Regions from separate parts of the Sus scrofa genome. Here region 1 is linked to region 2. Evidence: chromatin contacts called from public HiChIP or PLAC-seq data. All regions are on one chromosome and are shown on one strand. Each heading gives the region's core, a stretch centred on a gene start, on an enhancer-like site or on the middle of the called end of the contact. The rest is flanking DNA. Distances are from core to core; before and after follow the strand shown.

The links. HiChIP or PLAC-seq counts read pairs in DNA pulled down with a chosen protein or histone mark.
Region 1: a contact with region 2 is called in an H3K27ac HiChIP or PLAC-seq map of alveolar macrophages. The contact joins the promoter of ING4 here to the promoter of CDCA3 in region 2. A contact is called at or near these places in 2 of 5 promoter capture datasets (fetal liver and fetal skeletal muscle) and 1 of 2 datasets of contacts at active chromatin or transcription factors (alveolar macrophages).

Annotation. Positions count from the first base shown.
Region 1 is chr5:64,025,586-64,029,287 of Sscrofa11.1, reverse strand. It overlaps ING4 (inhibitor of growth protein 4), which reads right to left and starts at 1,499. Exons shown (of 8, transcript XM_021092419.1): 1 at 1,356-1,499. The coding sequence starts at 1,392. ZNF384 (zinc finger protein 384) reads right to left here. Exons shown (of 12, transcript XM_021092415.1): 12 at 3,490-3,702.
Region 2 is chr5:63,856,817-63,860,286 of Sscrofa11.1, reverse strand. It overlaps CDCA3 (cell division cycle-associated protein 3), which reads right to left and starts at 1,382. Exons shown (of 6, transcript XM_013987400.2): 1 at 678-1,382; 2 at 291-465; 3 at 1-33. The coding sequence starts at 410. USP5 (ubiquitin carboxyl-terminal hydrolase 5) reads left to right here and starts at 1,452. Exons shown (of 20, transcript XM_001925784.6): 1 at 1,452-1,723. The coding sequence starts at 1,613.

The DNA.
Region 1 (3,702 bases), core at 250-2,749, 170 kb before region 2:
GTTAACGAATCCGACCAGGAACAATGAGTTTGCAGGTTCGATCCCTGGCCCCGCTCAGTGGGTTAAGGATCCAGCGTTGCCGTGAGCTGTGGCGTAGGTTGCAGACGCGGCTCAGATCCTGCGTTGCTGTGGCTGTGGCGGAGGCCGGTGGCTACAGCTCTAATCATATGGAACCCCCATATGCCATGGGTGAGGCCCTGGAAAAAGACCAAAACATAAATAAATAAATAATCACTATTCAGAAAATCTGTTGGTTCCTCACTAAACTGCAAGCTTCTTGGCTTGGCTTAAAAGACCTTGCACAACCTGGCCCCAGCCCCCTTCTCCAGTCTTATTTCCCAATCTTACAACTTAGGGTCCTGTATATCAAATACTTTGGCCTCACTTTTGCCTAACCTTGCCACAAACCCGTAACACCTTAGCTGCTGCTTTCCCCAACCTGCGATTCCCTCTCCAACTGGCAAATAAACACTCAGCCTTCAAGATTCTACTCAAACATCACATCCTCTACAAAGCTTTACCTACATCCCCAGGTAATTAGCTCTTTTTTTCTCCAGAGTTAGCAACTTTTAATATATTTCTATTATTTTACCTGTCTCACTGTTTTACAATTATTTATTAACAGAATCTGTGTCCTACTAGTCTATGACCACTTGACAGGGGTTGTGTTTTACTCATTCTTGTATATCTCCAGTACCTGCCATTATATCTGAGCCATAGCAGGACCTCAATAAAAGAATGAATGAATGACTCTCAACACCAAGGCAAATGTAAGCGCTTAGTGGATGACAGGCTCTGTGGAGGAGTGGTTTACACAAATGGCATCAACATAACGCCAGATTTCCACTGGATGGGAACGGGATCTTTACTCCAAGAGCAGACTTCCAGTTCATCATATGACAGTGGTCACTCGTTACCCTCCCATCCCCAGGAGAAGCCACTTCTGCGAAAAAACTGGGCGAAGGAGCCGCGAACAGGTCTTTGTCGCTGTTCCAAAAGGCAGTGGGCGATATACTAAAATGACTAATTTCCGAATGATTTTGAGGAAAACGTATATCCTGAGGCCGGAGACTCTGAAGATGGGGCAGCAGGGATCTTCCCGACTAGGCCCACCCGCCCTTCAAGAGACGTCCCCCAGCCCCACCGCGCAGCCCCTCCCCCGTCTACACCCCAGAGCGAGGCCTCGGCCCCGCTGCCCCGCCCCCTCCTTCTACACACCCTCCACTATTTCCTCTCATGCAACCCTTTACAATCGTGACCTTCTGACCACCCGGACTTCGGGGCCGTAGAGCTTCTCAGCTCCGACACCCCCACCCCCCTGTGACCCCTGACCCCCTCCTTCAGTCTGCTCTTACTGTCCAGATAATGTTCCAAATACATCCCCGCAGCCATCTTGAAGCAAAACAAAGCAACTTCCGCTCCGCCCCGGAAGTGACTGAAGGCGACAGGTCTCGAAGCTGTCCTTCTCGGCCTGGAGTCCTTCCGCCCTCACAAGGGGAACTTCCGGCCTCACTACAGCGCCCGTCTGGCCGCGTCCGCCGAGCGCCCGACCGCCGACCCTCGTCTTTTGCCGGCCGGCGTTGCTTGGGGCCGGCGGCGGCCGGGGGCGCCATTTTGCATTTTCACTTGCACTTCCTTTCCCTCCAGGCGGGGGACGTGCAGGCGTGAGGGCGAGGAAGCTTTTTTCATCAGGCTTTTAGTCCGCAAATAGCCCGTTTCAGCAGCCGGAGAATTTTTGTGTCTCTTGGGATGTGACCTGCGCAGGTGCCTTCTCCCAAGTCGCTAGTTTCTTAGGGAGTTAGGGAGGCGCCCCCGGCGGGGCAAGATTTAAACCCTCCGCACTTCTGTTGACTCGCTCAAACAGCAGCTCCCTAAGGTTATTTTTTAACGTGGAAACAACTCACTATCTATAACCTCTGAGCTACTCACACAATAAAGCTAGGACTCCACGTGTTATGTCAGGGTTCCTCACCTGTCACACTCCTCACTCGTAAAGTGACATAGTACTTCTGGCCTTGCCCCCCTGTTTTGGTCTCCCTTTTTATTCGGGTTTATAGGATGTTAACCAGCCCCATGATTCTGAAAGGATTGGGGCACGCAGCTGTCACAGTTGGGCCAGGTGGATGTCAGCTATCACCCTGGTCCGCTACGGCACAGCGACAGCTAATGCTTCTTCGTCAGGATGAAAAGCCACCAAGTGCATGACAGGCTGGCACCACACTTGGGAACCGGAACCGGAGTGTTAGTAAGACAGTGCTTTGGAGATCGCTGTCGCTCCCAATTCACACCTTCTTGATAATTAGCAATGTGAAGTGGCAGGTTGTCAAACACTTTCAGCCTCATCATTTAGATCAAATATATAAAAAAGAGGCAAGGTGAAATCCCAGACTTACTGCTGACCAGGTGGTAAGATAACAGCAATGAAATCTACAAGATTTCTCTCTTAAGTGCAAGCAGCAGGCCCTTGGGTAATTTAATCTGTGCGCATCTCTATAAAATGACTACCTCACACTACCTACCTCATTGGTTGTTACTCTGAGTGTGAGTGTAACCTTAAAAAGAGGAGATTGTTTGTAATACCTGCGATGAAGTTAGGGCTATCAGTGCCAATTTGACTGTTGGTGAGAACAAGGGTTAAAAGCAGTAAATATTCAGGAAGCTAACACTGCATGTTTGGTCACTTGTGATACATTCATTAGTGTCACACCACAGAGTGGGACCATCTTGGACGCCCACACAAGAGCCCAGGCCCTAAATTAAGAGGTATTATTTCATTGCCTACCCGCATGCAGCCAGGTAATGAGCAGAGGCCCGGCAGTCCCACAGAGGATAGCCACGTTGTCAGATGCGGGAACTTTGCCACAACTTTCTCAGTGCTTAAAGATTTTTAATTCTCAAAAAGGAATCTTGGAGGTGATCTAGCCCAATCCCTTCATTTAACAGCTGCAGAAGCATCTCGGCCAACACTGGTTGCTGGGAGATCAGGGCTGAAGTCCAGGTTCCCGACCACACTCTATTCCTCAGCACTACAACTGTGCGGTGTCCTTCAATCCAGGTTATGACCTCCACCACTGGAAACCTCTGGATTTAGGTGCCACAGGATGTGCCAAGTGGAAGCAGCACTGAGCCCAGGGATGCTCTGGCAGGAGTGCAGTTCCTTCCAGGAGGCTGTGCTTCCATTTCTTTGATACGGAGTTTTGTGGCCGTCTTGACAGTGACACGTGCCTGAGACCCTGTTCTCACATTATTAGGCCAACACAGTCCTCACGACAGGATGTGTGTGTAGAAACCTTCATAAACCAAGCTTTCACTGCAGAAATATGGAAGCTGTACCCCTCCATGGCTGGGGATATGCACGCAGCCCCAACACACAGCATTCGTTCTGCACATTCACACACTCTTACTGCATATCCTCAGTACCAGCCTTGACTCTCTCCCCAAACAGCTGTTTCCCATGCTCACTCACATCAGTAGCTCCACTGCCTCTGATCCTTTTACACGAATTTATTTCTACACAAGGTTCTAAAAACACCCCTTGGTTTTGTACATAAGATTTTCTTTTTTTCTTCATTTTAAATTCCTTTATAACAACTGGTATCCTGATTTTTTTTTTCATTTTCTCTTTTCTCTGAAATCTGCCATGATTTAAAAAAAAAAAAAAAAAAAAAAAAGACAAAAGGAAATAAAAATGCTGTTGGCCAG
Region 2 (3,470 bases), core at 133-2,632:
TGAAGGCAGGTTTGGCTGTGGAGAGCTCTCTACCTGTCGGGACCAAAGGCTAGAATAAGTCTGAGCCCTGACTCTTCTCTCCCAGATCTCTAGCCTCAGCTGACACTCCAGGTGGGAACTGGCCAAGGGCATCAGACACTCAACCTACTTCATCCAGATTGAGAATGAGGGAAAATAAGGCCTCAGAGGGAGGTGGCGGGGGTTGGGGGAGTAAGAGCTCTTCCAAAATCAGGTTAGGCAGAGGCCCAATAATTCAGTTTCGCGGCCTCCCCCGCCCTGGCCCAGGGTACCTGGATGGGAGTGCGTTGGATGCCGGCGCTGGGTGAACGGGGGTCCGCTACTCGAGCCAGAAGCTTGTTGTGCGGCGGAGGCCGCGCTGGAGTGACTGGGACGCTCTTGGCTGAGCCCATCTCAAGCAGGAGAAATAGGATGGGGCAGAGCCCGCCCCGGGCGAAGAGGGGATGCCTGTGAGAAGTGACTCAGGTCTTAGCCCTTACTGCGACCACGTTCGACTTTTGACCCCAGACCACCGGATCTTCCCCATTCCCCGCTGAGGAACAGTCTGGTAGCCAGGCCAGAGGTCCCTGCGGGGATAACGGCTGATAAAGCTGACAAGGCAGCGTCTCCGAGTCTGCTGGACCCTCTAACTTCTTCACTAATTTATTCAAATCACTTACCAGGCCCCAAATCCACCTTTGGGTGCAAAGCAGCTTGATCCTCAACTCCCGAAGCTGAGTTTCAAACTTCCCGCCACGCCCCTACCCTGAGCCTATTGGCTGAGCCGACGCAGGCTCCTATAGGTCCGCTATGTGAGGCCCGCCTCCAGGGAAGGAAGCCATTGGGTAGGGAGGACGTCTATCATAGAGACCGTGGGGCCGAGGGACCGCGGCTGGCCCAACCCAGGGGTGACGCCTCTTTGATAAGGGGACTTTTGTTCCTTATCGGGCTGCGAGTAGTCCGTAGTGAGATTTTGAGGAATGCCAGTCTTCGCTTTTGAGACCTCCAGTTTCAAAATCAAATGATTTTATTAAAAAATAGGATCAGGAATTATTACAGTTATAATCCAGTCGGAGACGGAGTTATGAAGATTTTTCTGAGGCCCTAAAGATAGTAATCCTTATTGGTCCGCAGAGTTAGCAATCACTCGGCACTAATCCCCAAACCCCGCCTCATTGGACAGCCCCCTTTCAAATACCAAGAATACTTGTCTGCTCGTCTATTTTCGAATTGGACAAATCCAAAAGAAGGTTTCTGGAATGGACGGGTTTAAACAACTGTCAGTTTCTGCTCTTCAAAAGAAGGCACGCAAAGTCCCAGAATCCCAGCAGCCAAAACTCCGGAGCCCACCTCGCTGCTCTACATGCGCTCTGCCCTTGGAGGTGTGGGATTGGCTCTTTCGACCAACGATTGCATTAGAAGCGCTTTTCATTGGCTTTAGTCGAGAGGCGGGCAGAGGGCGGAGCACTAGCCGGCAGGCTCCGTCCAACTGCCATTCTCGCGCGTCCTCCCTTCAGCGCATGCACCTAACGAGTAGTGCTCATTGGACGGAGGGGTAGGGGGTGGGGGACTAGAAGTGGGAGCCGCGGTGTGTGGAGGAGCTGCTGCCGGTGTCATGGCGGAGCTGAGTGAGGAGGCGCTGCTGTCAGTATTACCGACGATCCGGGTCCCCAAGGCTGGAGACCGGGTCCACAAAGACGAATGCGCCTTCTCCTTCGACACACCGGTAAGCCCATTCCCCACGCCCGCAGCGAGCACGACTTCCCCTCCATTGCCCTGGTCATTCTGCCGGGGCCTGCAAGGCTTGGACCACCGCCTCCCTGCGGTGCACCCTGGGACTTGTAGTCTCTCACGCTACTCTTGCCGTTGCTTTGGATTCGCGGGAGCTGTCGTGTGACTACTATCCCCGGAAGCCACCGCGCCCGCTTCATCCGCCCCCGGTCTCGGGGAGCACTGTGGGTATTGTAGTCCCTCACTCCCGTCATTGTCATTCTAAGCTAAAGGCGCCACCCGGTCGGCGGACTACATCTCCCACGTGGACTCCTGCGGAAAGCCTGGGAGTTGGCCTTGCCCGTCGCGCATGGCTCTCTGGATTTTGTAGTCTCGTTTAGGAGGGATGGGGCGACCCCCCGCTGTTTTGGGCCCGGGTTGGGGTATGAGGGGGGGGACTGCAGCTCCCAGGCGTCTGGTAGTTTAGAAGTGGCCATGAAGAAGGCTTGTTTTGAGAAAGGCCGAGTTAGAGAGCCTCCACCCATGGTTAATACGGACAGAGGGCGGGGAGGTGGGTCATTGGTGGTACGGAGGGGAGGAAAGAGGAGAGGAAAGCTCTAGTCGTTTCTCCTTGGAGGTGAATTATGGCCACGGCCCACCCCGCCCCTTTCCCCTGCCCATCACATAGAGCGGAGGGAACCCCTTTGAAAGTATTCCCAGAGAGATGGTTTCTTTCGTGGGAGATACTAAGGCCCCTTTCCCATCCTGCTCCCACTCTTGACTAGTTAGACAAAGCAGCCACCCACACCATGCTTTACGTTTTGCAGGCTCCACCCAGTACCTCCCTTCCTGCAGTTCTGCCTTCCTGTGTCACCCTTGGGCCGCCAGCTGGGTAGGAGTCCGATTGGGATCCGCCCCCCTCACCACCCCTCCCTCAAGCCGCTGCTGGGCCCTGCCCAGGGTGTTCAGCCAGACCAGCTCATGGCCTGGAAAACTGCAAGTCAGAGTGGAAAGGCTTCGTTAATACATCGCCAGTGCTGAGCAGAGCAGCGTGACCTAAGGCCCAGTTCAGGATCATCACTGTGATTTGTGGGTTGCTTGGTTTGCTGGGCTTTGATCTGGGCCTCAGACAATGTGCTGCTTCTCTGAAGTCTGGCTCTGGCAGAGCTAAAAGAGGACTGCTCAGAGCAGAGCTCCAGGGTTCCCAATCCTTGGTGGAATCAGCATCTTTTATTTCCAGCAGAGAAGTTTAATCACTGCATAGCTCCCACCCGCCTCCCAGTTTATCATGTGCATGGCCTGGTGAAGCACTGTCTTTCTCAGGAAGGAAAAGAGTTGTTTTTTTAATTAATTATCAACAGATGGTAGAAGTCTCCCTTCTTTCACTTACCTGCAGTGGCTCCCTCTTGACACTCCTGTCTCCCTAGTAATGGTTTGAATCATCCAAAGGAGGTTTCGTAATCTTTACACTTTCCTTCTCTCACCCCAAGTCAAGAGAGCTCCATTCGTTGGCTTTGCTGGCCAACTTCTGACATATTTGATTATCTTCAAATTGGGTTCTTGGTAGAAAGAGAGCTTATTTGACCTCCCTGATAAGAATGCTCAGTTTATTCATGAACGCTGTAATCCATGCTCTTCTAGGGAGTGGTACAGAGCAATCTGTGGGGCTGAGAACTGCCACACGGTGCCCTGTTTTCAGTTTCACAGCAGAGAATTTTTCAAGGCCACGGAGGCTTTTTCTTGTTTTTCTTTCTACGGCCACA